2 separate regions of the Ovis aries genome follow, and region 2 is linked to region 1. The links are chromatin contacts, called in public Hi-C maps. All regions are on one chromosome and are shown on one strand. Each heading gives the region's core, a stretch centred on a gene start, on an enhancer-like site or on the middle of the called end of the contact. The rest is flanking DNA. Distances are from core to core; before and after follow the strand shown. Region 1 holds the start of FYN (FYN proto-oncogene, Src family tyrosine kinase). Region 2 overlaps FYN (FYN proto-oncogene, Src family tyrosine kinase).

Evidence for each region. Hi-C and Micro-C count contacts between places; a contact is called where the count stands out from the background.
Region 2: a Hi-C map of liver shows a contact between it and region 1, with 5 times the contacts expected there. The contact joins the enhancer-like site here to the promoter of FYN in region 1. A contact is called at or near these places in 3 of 16 Hi-C or Micro-C datasets (hypothalamus, liver and tail adipose tissue).

What each region holds. Positions count from the first base shown.
Region 1 is chr8:25,878,702-25,883,419 of ARS-UI_Ramb_v3.0, reverse strand. FYN (FYN proto-oncogene, Src family tyrosine kinase) reads right to left here and starts at 2,672. Exons shown (of 14, transcript XM_060419485.1): 1 at 2,221-2,672.
Region 2 is chr8:26,049,810-26,054,866 of ARS-UI_Ramb_v3.0, reverse strand. FYN (FYN proto-oncogene, Src family tyrosine kinase) reads right to left here. Exons shown (of 14, transcript XM_060419485.1): 6 at 2,112-2,210. Among named protein-coding and RNA genes, the nearest start is that of TRAF3IP2, 83 kb to the left of the region's middle. Within about 2 kb of position 1,971, at least 6 of the 54 cell types and tissues checked have an H3K27ac peak or open chromatin away from gene starts, as enhancers often do. A contact at or near this core is called in liver and tail adipose tissue, where this site is marked.

The sequences.
Region 1 (4,718 bases), core at 1,423-3,922:
AGATGGGGTTAGGAGATTTCAGACCCAGGAGAAAGCAGAGAATAAAAGTACAGAAAGCAGAATATGCATTTGTTCACATTCAACCTCACCACTCTCTTGAACTCGGTCAACAGAGGGTGAGCTTATTGTGCACTTTCTTTCCTGGGTTTGGCCAAACAAACAAGGCTTTGTTTTTTTGTTTTGAACACTACCCTCATTAACCCTTTTGCTTTTTTTAAAATATAAAATGTTCCAAGATGAATGTCCTTAGAAAGTGCAGGAGTAAATGTTTAATGAACCATAACAATTCTTCTCTAATAAAATTCTTGAAGAACTTGAGACAGTTCTATTACTTATAACAGTCAAAGAGCCATGCTCTTAGGAATCAATGGGTTCGACCTAAGTTTTGACATTATTGATTAAGCATGTAACAGTCACTGGCTTACAGAATGGAACATTAAGCCCCCAGATTTACATTTACATTTCCTTTTTAAGAGGAACATCAAGCAGATGGTTTAAGAGATCAGGCAAAAGATTCTCTACCTTCTTCGCTCATAGCTAAGTGCCTCCAACACCTGAGACAATTAACAAAACCACTTCCTCCAAAAATCAGTCCCTTGTCTGAAAGCACAGGACCCGAGGGGCAGAGGGGCAGGGACTTGGGAGAAAGAGCACAAAGGGTGGAAAGTACGGCAGTGGCTTGGCGGTGAGAGGAAGGAAGTGGCTGTCTGAAGGGTACCCTGAAGCAGGCAAGAGAGACACAGTCCCCAGTAGTCTTCCAAATACCGACTTACTGCTGTGTTAGCAATGTCCCCAGGAGCTTCTTTAAATACAAGGGTGAAACAACCATCACTGGGTGGACAAGACTTCATTTCAAATGACTTCAGTCCTCCTTAGACTTGAGAGAAGCAAGTTAGGCTGCCTCACTCCTAGCAAACATCAATATAACTCTCTTTTGGAAACAAAATTCTCCCTCTCCCACACCCATGTATCCTACCCCCTACCATGAAAGGGAGTTAAAACTGGGCAAGGGAGGGTGCTACCCTGAGAGTAAAGCAACTCTTCAGACAGCTGAAATCAATTCCCCCTTCAATCTAAGAAGTACTGCAGCCGCCAGTCAACACTACCGGTCCATGAATACAGCAAAACGGCAGCACCTGCCACCCTGCATCTGGGGCCTTTTATTTTTTGGTAAATGTGGCAGGAAAGACTCTCAGAGAGAAGATCAACTGCTTTATCTGAGCAAAAGGGAAGCCCCAGGGAAGAGAAACAAGAAGCATCGCGCCCACCCTTGGGCACTTTATGCGTCTCCTCTCTGTGCACTGAAAGGGCTCTTTGTGTCACACACACACATACACACACACACCCCGCGAGTCTGTGTGATTTATTGGTGGGAGGAGGGGCGAGAAGGGTGATTTTATTATCCCTCTTCTCACTCAGTCCCAGCAAATCTCCGCCGAGGCCCAAGCCTGGTGGCCTCTTTCTGGCTCAGTCCCCTCCGCCTGTGGCCGCAGAGATAAGAGAGGGGAGGCGACCAAACAAAAACAGTCATCGATCTAGGGAAGTAGAGAGGAAATCCAGAGAGCTGAGAAGGAAGGAGAAAGGAGCCTGAGGGAGCAGGAGGGTTGGAGGGGTCAGAGGAAGAGGAGCTAAGGCTCCAGCACGGGGGACTGGGGAAGGGTGGGTGGTGGCACAGGAAGAGTCGAGGGGAGGATGGGGGAAGTGCAAGGGAGGTGCCAGAAATAAGCTGGAGGATGCGATGGGAAAGGCGACGGCCACAGGAGGAGGAGGCCGAGAGGTGGAGGAGTGGGGCAGGGGTGGAGTGGGGTGGGGAGGGAAGCAGCACGGGGCATCAATTATTAAGTGATTACATCATCCCTGACATTAAAACAACACACACAGCCCGGGTCCCCGCGGGGGGCCCCGAAAAGAGGGCGGAGGCGGAGTCTGGGCCGGCCTAGCCACCCCCCAAGCCAATCCCTATTCACACCCTGAGGAAATGGACCCCCCAGCCCTGCGCTACCTCGGGGCTGCAGCCCGCAGAGGTGTCCTCCGGAGCGACCACAGCAAGACTCCAAGCAAGGCCAACTCCCTGGCAGCCCCGCGGGGAGCCCCAGAGGCAACGATGGCCAAGAGACTGCAGCGCCGGGCCCCGCGGCGGGGGCGGCGCTGCGCTCGGCGCCCGCGGCCCGCATCTCCGCAGCATCCCCGCGGCCCCGCGGCGCATCCCCGGCCGCTTACCTGCGCTGCGCTCAGGCTCCGGAGCCCATTCACATGGTCCACTCCCCGCCTCCTCCGGCGCGGCCGAAGCGGCTCCGGTGGTTGCTCGGCGGGCCCGGGAGCCGGTGGGCCTTCTGAGAGTGCCCAGGGGGCGGCGCCGGGTGTCCCCGGCCCGGCGACTGGATCCCTCCCAGGCGCGGGCGGCGGCTTTGTGTGCGCCTGGGGAGCCCTCGGTGCGCGGGGTGAAGCGCCGCGCGCCCGGGCGGTGATGGACGCGCGGCTCCGAGGGCAGCCTCTCTTCTGCTCCCTCGGCCGGTTGGCGGGCGGGTCTCGGCGGCCTTCGGCTCGCGGCGACCCCTCCTCCTCTCCCGCGGCAGCCCCCTCCCCGCCGGCTCCGCTCCTGACAGATGGCGCAACTGCAACGACGCGCCGCCGCTGCCGCGGCTGCTCCGAGCTACTCGCGCTGATGCTCCAGCCCCTCCAGCCCCAGCGGGGAGTGAGGGAGGGCGGGAGGCCCCGCGAGAGTGGCAGGCTCCACTGTCCAATCAACGAGCCCCTCGGGAGCAGCGGGCGGCGACCATTGGTGGTTGAAGCGGGGGCGGGGCGGCGATGGGTGGGGCCACCGAGTGGGCAGAGCGTTCCGGTGGCATTGGGCATCCTGGCGTGCTTGTGGTGTAAGGGTGTGAGAGGGGATACTAGATTGGAGGAGTTGTGCGTGTGTGTTTTTTAAGGTTTACGTGGACTTGAGGTAGTGGGTTAGGGTAAGGAAAGAAGAGGAGAGTGTGAGCTTCAGTTTCTGCTTTGGAGAAGGTTGCAGCCGCTACTGCAGAAAGGCATCTGCCATTCCCTCAAAACCATGGGAACCTGCCTTGAGAAAGGGCTATCTTTCCTTTCTGTTGTCTTTTAATTTGAAGGTGGGAGGATAAATTGGGAAACTGTTAGGATGATTAAATTGTTTTCTCTGATCAAACCGAAGAGTGCGGAGCAAGGGAGAATCCCATCACAGAAACCTGGAAAAAAGAGAAACCTGGAAACGCGCGGTTAATATTATCAGTAATTATAAGGAGGGGGAGGAAGAAAAGGAAGGGGATAAAACGGAATAAATTAGAATGAACTGATAGTCTTCTGATATATGTATATATATATAAGCAAAGTCTGCAGGAAGTATTAGGGAAATACGAGTAAGGGGTGGAGAGGGCAAGCGACTACTATGGAATCTGCAATCACAGAGTGGGTGTTTGTTTGTATAGCTTTTTCCAAAAGCATGTTCAATTGTAGCCATTGGTTGTCTTTGTTTTCTCATGAATTCAGCCTTCCCGTGGTTTTTTTCCTTCTCTAAATCTGAGCTTTTGCTCAGATTTTCCTTGATGAAATAATAGCTGGTTTAATATACAACTGGGAGTGCATCAGTCTTTATTTCCTATCCAGCATTTCTATGGCAGGATGTAACTTCATTAAAAAAAAAGCAAACACTTCAGCTTCCTGATTTTCTTTATAGGTAATTCCTGTTTACTGAAAGTTCTACTCTAAGGCATGCTCAGATTCATTCTTCTTAATGATTTTGGCAAGAATCCTACCCTACCCCCTCAGCAAAATATAGCGCTCTGAGAAATATAAGTGAATTGGCATCTGCTTCTATGTTCAAAATCTATAATATTACCTTTCCTGCCCACTAAGTTTTGACTGTAGTTTTCAAATACCAGTCACTTTTTCTGCCTTTTTTTGGATACATAGTACTTAAAAAAAAATTAAACTAAGAGGTATTTATATGGAAACTTCCCCCTGAGAAATCTGTGCAATATTGGGTGGGGAGGGGGTTGTTTGTTTTTAATCTATTTTTATTGGAGTATAGTTAATTTACAATGTCTTAGTTTCTGCTGTACAGCAAAGTGAATCAGTTATACATATACATATATCTACTGTTTTAGATTCTATTCCCATATAGGTCATTACAGAGTACTGAGCAGAGTTCCCTATGCTATACAGTAGGTACACAATACTTTTTAAAGTTGCTAACATTTGTTAAACAAATCCCCATTTTACAAATGAGGAAACTGAGGACAAGAGAAATTAAAAACTAAATTTAAAGTGATTGTATAGTGTGATTACTGGGTTTCTTTCTTCCTTAAAATACTGAATGAAATCATATTTAAATTATGTGTTGATTATTTATTTCATAATCCCAAGAAATGGAACCCCAACTAGGACTAGAAATTTCCATACAAGAGAACGCAAACTTCATCTAGCCAAGAATTGTTTATCTCAAGAGAAGAGGCTCTTCTTTCTCAGTACTAGCCTGCCATGGCTCTCCTAGTTTTCTATGGATTGGAATGGAGAGGCAATTGTCTAGAGCAATGATGCTGAAGCTGAAGCGCCAATGTTTTGGCCACCTGATACAGAGTCGACTTATTGGAAAAGACTCTGATGCTGGGAAAGATTGAAGGCAGAAGGAGCAGGAGTGGCAGAGAGTGAGATGGTTAGATAGCATCGCCAACTCTATGGACATGAATTTGAACAAA
Region 2 (5,057 bases), core at 722-3,221, 170 kb before region 1:
TGCTGTGACCTGCCACACGTGACCTCTGGCACAGCGGCAGGCCCACGTTACTGTGCACAGTCAACCAGCTCAGCCTTAAAAACGGCTCGGCGTCACAGACGTGTTCCTCCTCTCCCTGTAATATCACTCCTGTGCCACTTCAGGAAGCGTTGCATCAAGTCGCCTCCTGGCCTGCCTTCTTCATCTTGCACCTCCCCCCATACTCTCCAGCCGTAAGCCCAGCCTGACAATTGGGTAATGTTTCCGCACTAGATGCTGGGTGAGCAGCAGGTGCTTCTAGAGCCCCCAGAGAGAACTTGGTGGCACTCCATTGGAATCTGTGCACAGGGACAATTTTTAGAATGTTTGACTGTGAAAGGATCCAGTTTCTAAAATGAAGTTTCAATTCATTATACATGAACACAGCTATTATGTGTTCACTGTCAAGTTCTTTTGTGAATGAGCGAGCTTCCCTGAAGATAAGAAAAGACACACTGCATGCCAGCTCCTTTGTGACTTTTAAAGGCACAAGACTGCAACAATCCTAACCTTGTGCTAGGGGCTATAAAAGGAACTACACCAATGATTTGTGGGAAATGATTTTCCAGATTTGTATCAATAACCCAATTAAAATGCAGTGTAAACATGAACAATGGTGAAAAGGGAACCATTAGAACAATAGAGTGTACTAAGGCAATCGTATTTTAAGATAATGGTAATAAACCGCACATGTGAAACCATGGGTATTATTTTTTAAATGTTATTTTCTTCTTTAAAGAACTGTTACAAACATAACTTAAACGTATATTGGGTAGGTTCCCAGTTCAGTCAAAGTAATGGTATATTTTGGTGGCATCTTTTATTCTGAAAGAACACAGAGATGTTTGCAAACCTGCCCTAAAATAATGATTCAGGGCAGATTCCTTTATTCACTGATGATGAAACACTCACTGAGAGCAAAAAGGAGCTCAGAGTCACTGAGTCTTCAACAGTGGAAAACAGAACAGATCTTCCTAGAGGAGATACAGGGGAATTAAAGACAAGCAAGACATCCCACAGGGGAGTCTAGCTGTCCCTGCAGTGCTGACATAAGCGCCAGGCATGTTAAACATCAGAGCCAAAGCGTGGACTCCGGGGCCGACTCTTCTCAGCAACCTTGCTGGAAAGTCAGAACTGCCTCCGGCAGCAGAGGCGGGTCCCCTAGGTATCGGGGCAGTGTGGTGGGCGGTGGGGCAAGGCCCGGCTCCCGCGTTCGGGAGATCCTGATCCACCTCCCTCGCCCTCAGTTCAGAGGGGAGGGCCGCCACACGAGCCATCCTCACAGCTCTCAGCTTTGGAAATGCCCATGAATCCCCACAGGCCAGGGGGAGGAACTAGGGTCACTCCTTCTGGGATATTCCCTCAGCCCATCGACCATCTTCTGAAACCGCTATCAGTGAACCCCTTGCACTAACTGCTAGTCACAATTTGCTAAGAAAGAAGCCACCTGAGACTCCATGTCAAAGCAAAGGGCCATTTGAAGCGCATGACCACGGGGCTTGCTGAGCGGCAGAACACACTGCACGTGAGTTATTCCTACCTGGGGTGTGAACGGTATGCCTTTCCAGCACCCCTTTAACACCCGTGTACGCTGAGGAGAAAAATCTCCAATTGATCTTGAACAATTACTTACACCTCCCTTTCTCTCTGTCTCCATCCCTCCTTTCTTCCTTCCCCTCCCCTCTTTTCTTCAGCAGACTGCAGGCTTAGATCCTGGAGTGGCCAGTAATGCAGGCTCTAGAATTTCATCACGTTCTTACGGTTATTTCTATATATGGCAAGTAATACTGGGTTTTCATTTGAGGTGCTACTATAAAGTTTCTTCTCGAAATAAATGTTTTTAAAACGTGAGCAGGGAAAAAAAAAAAAAAAAGTGAGCAGGCTTTAAGAAAAACATTAAGTTAATCAGGGTACAAGCATTACGCAATGGGGCAAAAACCACGGCATAGGGCCTGAAGGTCACAGCACCGCCACATCCGCTCCCCGCTTAATGGCTCCAGGGAACTGCTTCTTCCTCTTGCACAAGGTTAATGAATTTATCAGGGCAACTAACTTGGAAAAGCAAGTAGTTAAGAGAAAACAGCAAAACGTACTCTTCTGCCTGGATGGAGTCAACTGGAGCCACATAATTGCTGGGAATGTAACCCGTCTCTCCAGTTGTCAAGGAGCGCGCTTCCCACCAATCTCCTTCCCTGGAGGAAAAAAAAAAGAGAAAAGGAAGTGAATATGTCCACAAGTTCAGTGTTCTGCAGTCACAGACTCGGTGTAGTAGGAGCACATGACCACCTTCTAGTCATTCTACTACCTGATTTTTCCAAACAACTCCCACACAGCTTTCTGCGAGGATCAAATGCATGCAATCCACATTAGCTGGGAGAGGAGTCCAGCTTTGTCTGTCACCTCTCGCTTTGTTTATGAATTCAGAATGTATGACCCTTCACAAGGGAGCACTGATGGGGAAGAGGGCATTTGGCTTGGTGCGTGCTAAGTTATTTCAGTTGTGTCCGACTCTTTGCAACCCTATGGACTGTAGCCTACCAGGCTCCATGGGACTCTCCAGGCAAGAATGCTGGAGTGGGTTGCCATTTCCTACTCCAGGGGATCTTCCTGATGCAGGGATCGAACCTCTGTGGCTTATGTCTCCTGCGCTGGCAGGCAGGTCTTTTTTTTTTTTTTTGCCACTAGCACCGCCCACTAAGTCCCTTTGGCTTGGTAAGTGTCTCCAACTTGGAGGGGAAGGGAACTCAATCACTGCCCACTTAAGGAAAACATTGTACCAACAACAAAATCATAATTATGTGAAGTGAGGGATGTGTTAACCAACCTTCTTGTAGTAAACATTTCACAACATACATCTGTCAACCCATCACATTGCACACCTTAAACTTATACAATGTCATATTTCCAATTATATCTCAATGAAGCTGGGAGAAAATACAGGATGCACTGATTGTGCTAATTTGGCTAACAGTCTCTACTTCATCCCCAGCATCCTGGTACCTCTATGCAGGCCACTGGCTTTAACGTTATTTTGTCAGCTAGTAAATGATTTGAAAGAAAGAAAGGAAAAAGGGAGAAGGGGACAGACAGACAGCAGGCAGACACTGTAGTTGCATGTGTGTGTCTGTGTGTTTAGTCGCTCAGTGATGTCTGACTCTTTGTGACCCCGTGGGCTGTAGCCCGCCAGGCTCCTCTGTCCATGGGATTCTCCAGGCAAGAGTACTGGAGTGGCTTGCCATTTTCTACTTCAGGGGATCTTCCTGACCCAGGGCTCGAACCTGTATCTCTTGAGTCTCCTGAATTGGCAGGTGAATTCTTTACCAGTGTATCACCTGGGAAGCCCTTCATAGTTATATATGATTTCAGAAAGGTGGCCTGTCAGGAGGCCCAATAAAGGATGCAGGCCCTCTGAATATCTGCCTTGTTTGCTTTCAAGAAAATGGGTAGAAGAATAAAGCTTACAGTGGGTTATAACATTTTCACTCTGAGGTTATTTCATCAGGTATTGACAGCACTGGCCCGAGTCTGGGGGGCAGGGGAGGAAGGGTGGGTGCAGCTGTGTGGGCGCAAGTGCAGGGGGAGGAAAAGACCTCGCTAAGAGGCTGAGAGTCTTAGTCTCAGCACTTCAGCCCGGTGTCTCAGCCACAGCATGGCCTCATCTGTCGGGCGCTCCGTGCTGTGGGCAGACGGACGGAAAGGGGGACGTGAAACATGACTCAGCTTGAGGCAAATGAATAGATGGAAAGGTCAGAGTTCATACGATCAGACTCACACAGCTGCACGTGACAGAGAGCACGGGCGGAGCAGAGTGTGCGCCTCCGCCTCCATCAACAAAGGTCAGTGTGTATGTGGGGCTGTAGCTCTGACACGGACGGTGTCACAGAGGCCTCCACGAGACTGTGGTCAAGAGCAGGAGGAGCAAGGGAGGACCCAACTGCCCCTGAGCAGATGGAGGCCTCCCAGACTTTTGATCACCAGATGCCTAGCACCTTCTCTCTTGCCTTTTTTGGTCCTTGGAGGAAGCAAGGGCAATTCCAGGCTGGTTTTTTTGTTTGTTTGAAATAACTTTTTCACTGACCTGTGTGTCAAAGCCCTCCGACAGGGAAGAGAAATGTTGGCTCCGGACCCTGGTCAGGATCCTCCCCAGATGGATGCAATTAGGTGGAGGACGACCAGCCTCCATGTTAAACGCAAGCCTCACTCTGTGACCCAACCTCTAAAGCCTGACCCTGAGCAAGGTGATGATGAGCAGCCACTCCAGACAGGATTTCACACGACAGACAGACGGTGACAAGCCCATCGGTGCTACAGGTGCAGCTGTGGGAAGTGTCAGGTGGCACAAGCCACACAGAAAGGCTCACAAGCAAACAGGGTGCTGGCAAAGCCTTTAAAAAACTGATGTTCGAATTAGTGTTTCAGTCTTTCATTACTCTATTAAATTTAAACAAAGCGATCAAAAGAGGGAGATAGTTGCACCCAGAAATTCCTTTATTAATAATTTTAAATTTAGTTCAAGGAGTAACTTATGCATCCCAAAGACTACAGGTACACCTGTGAACCCGTGAACCCCTGTGAACCCACCACCCAACTTAAGAACCAGACTGGTGCTGGCTGTGTGGAATCTACCCTACGCAGCTCCCCGAGCTTGTCCCTCTGCCTTTCAGGTTCAAATTATGACATTACAAATGTTAACATTGTAACAGTTTGTATTGGTTTCATTTCTACATCTGTCAAGGGAAATGCCTGCAGTTGTAAGGACATCCTCTAAGAACATATGTGGAAGTTTATTTTTTTCTTTGCACACTGCACGTGTTTAAGGACTGCTTTGGAGCCATTATCATTTTAATGCGGTGACATTTACCGCTCTGAACTTCCACTAGATGGAGACATTTCATTATAGAAAATAACAGTACATATCACTTCCAGGCTTTCTTCTCTTTCTCTGTGCTTCCCACCACACACACACCTGGGATATCTCCCAAACAGTAAGGAAAATATTAAGTACTTGCAGCAGAGGCTTATTTATTTTTTACTGTAAA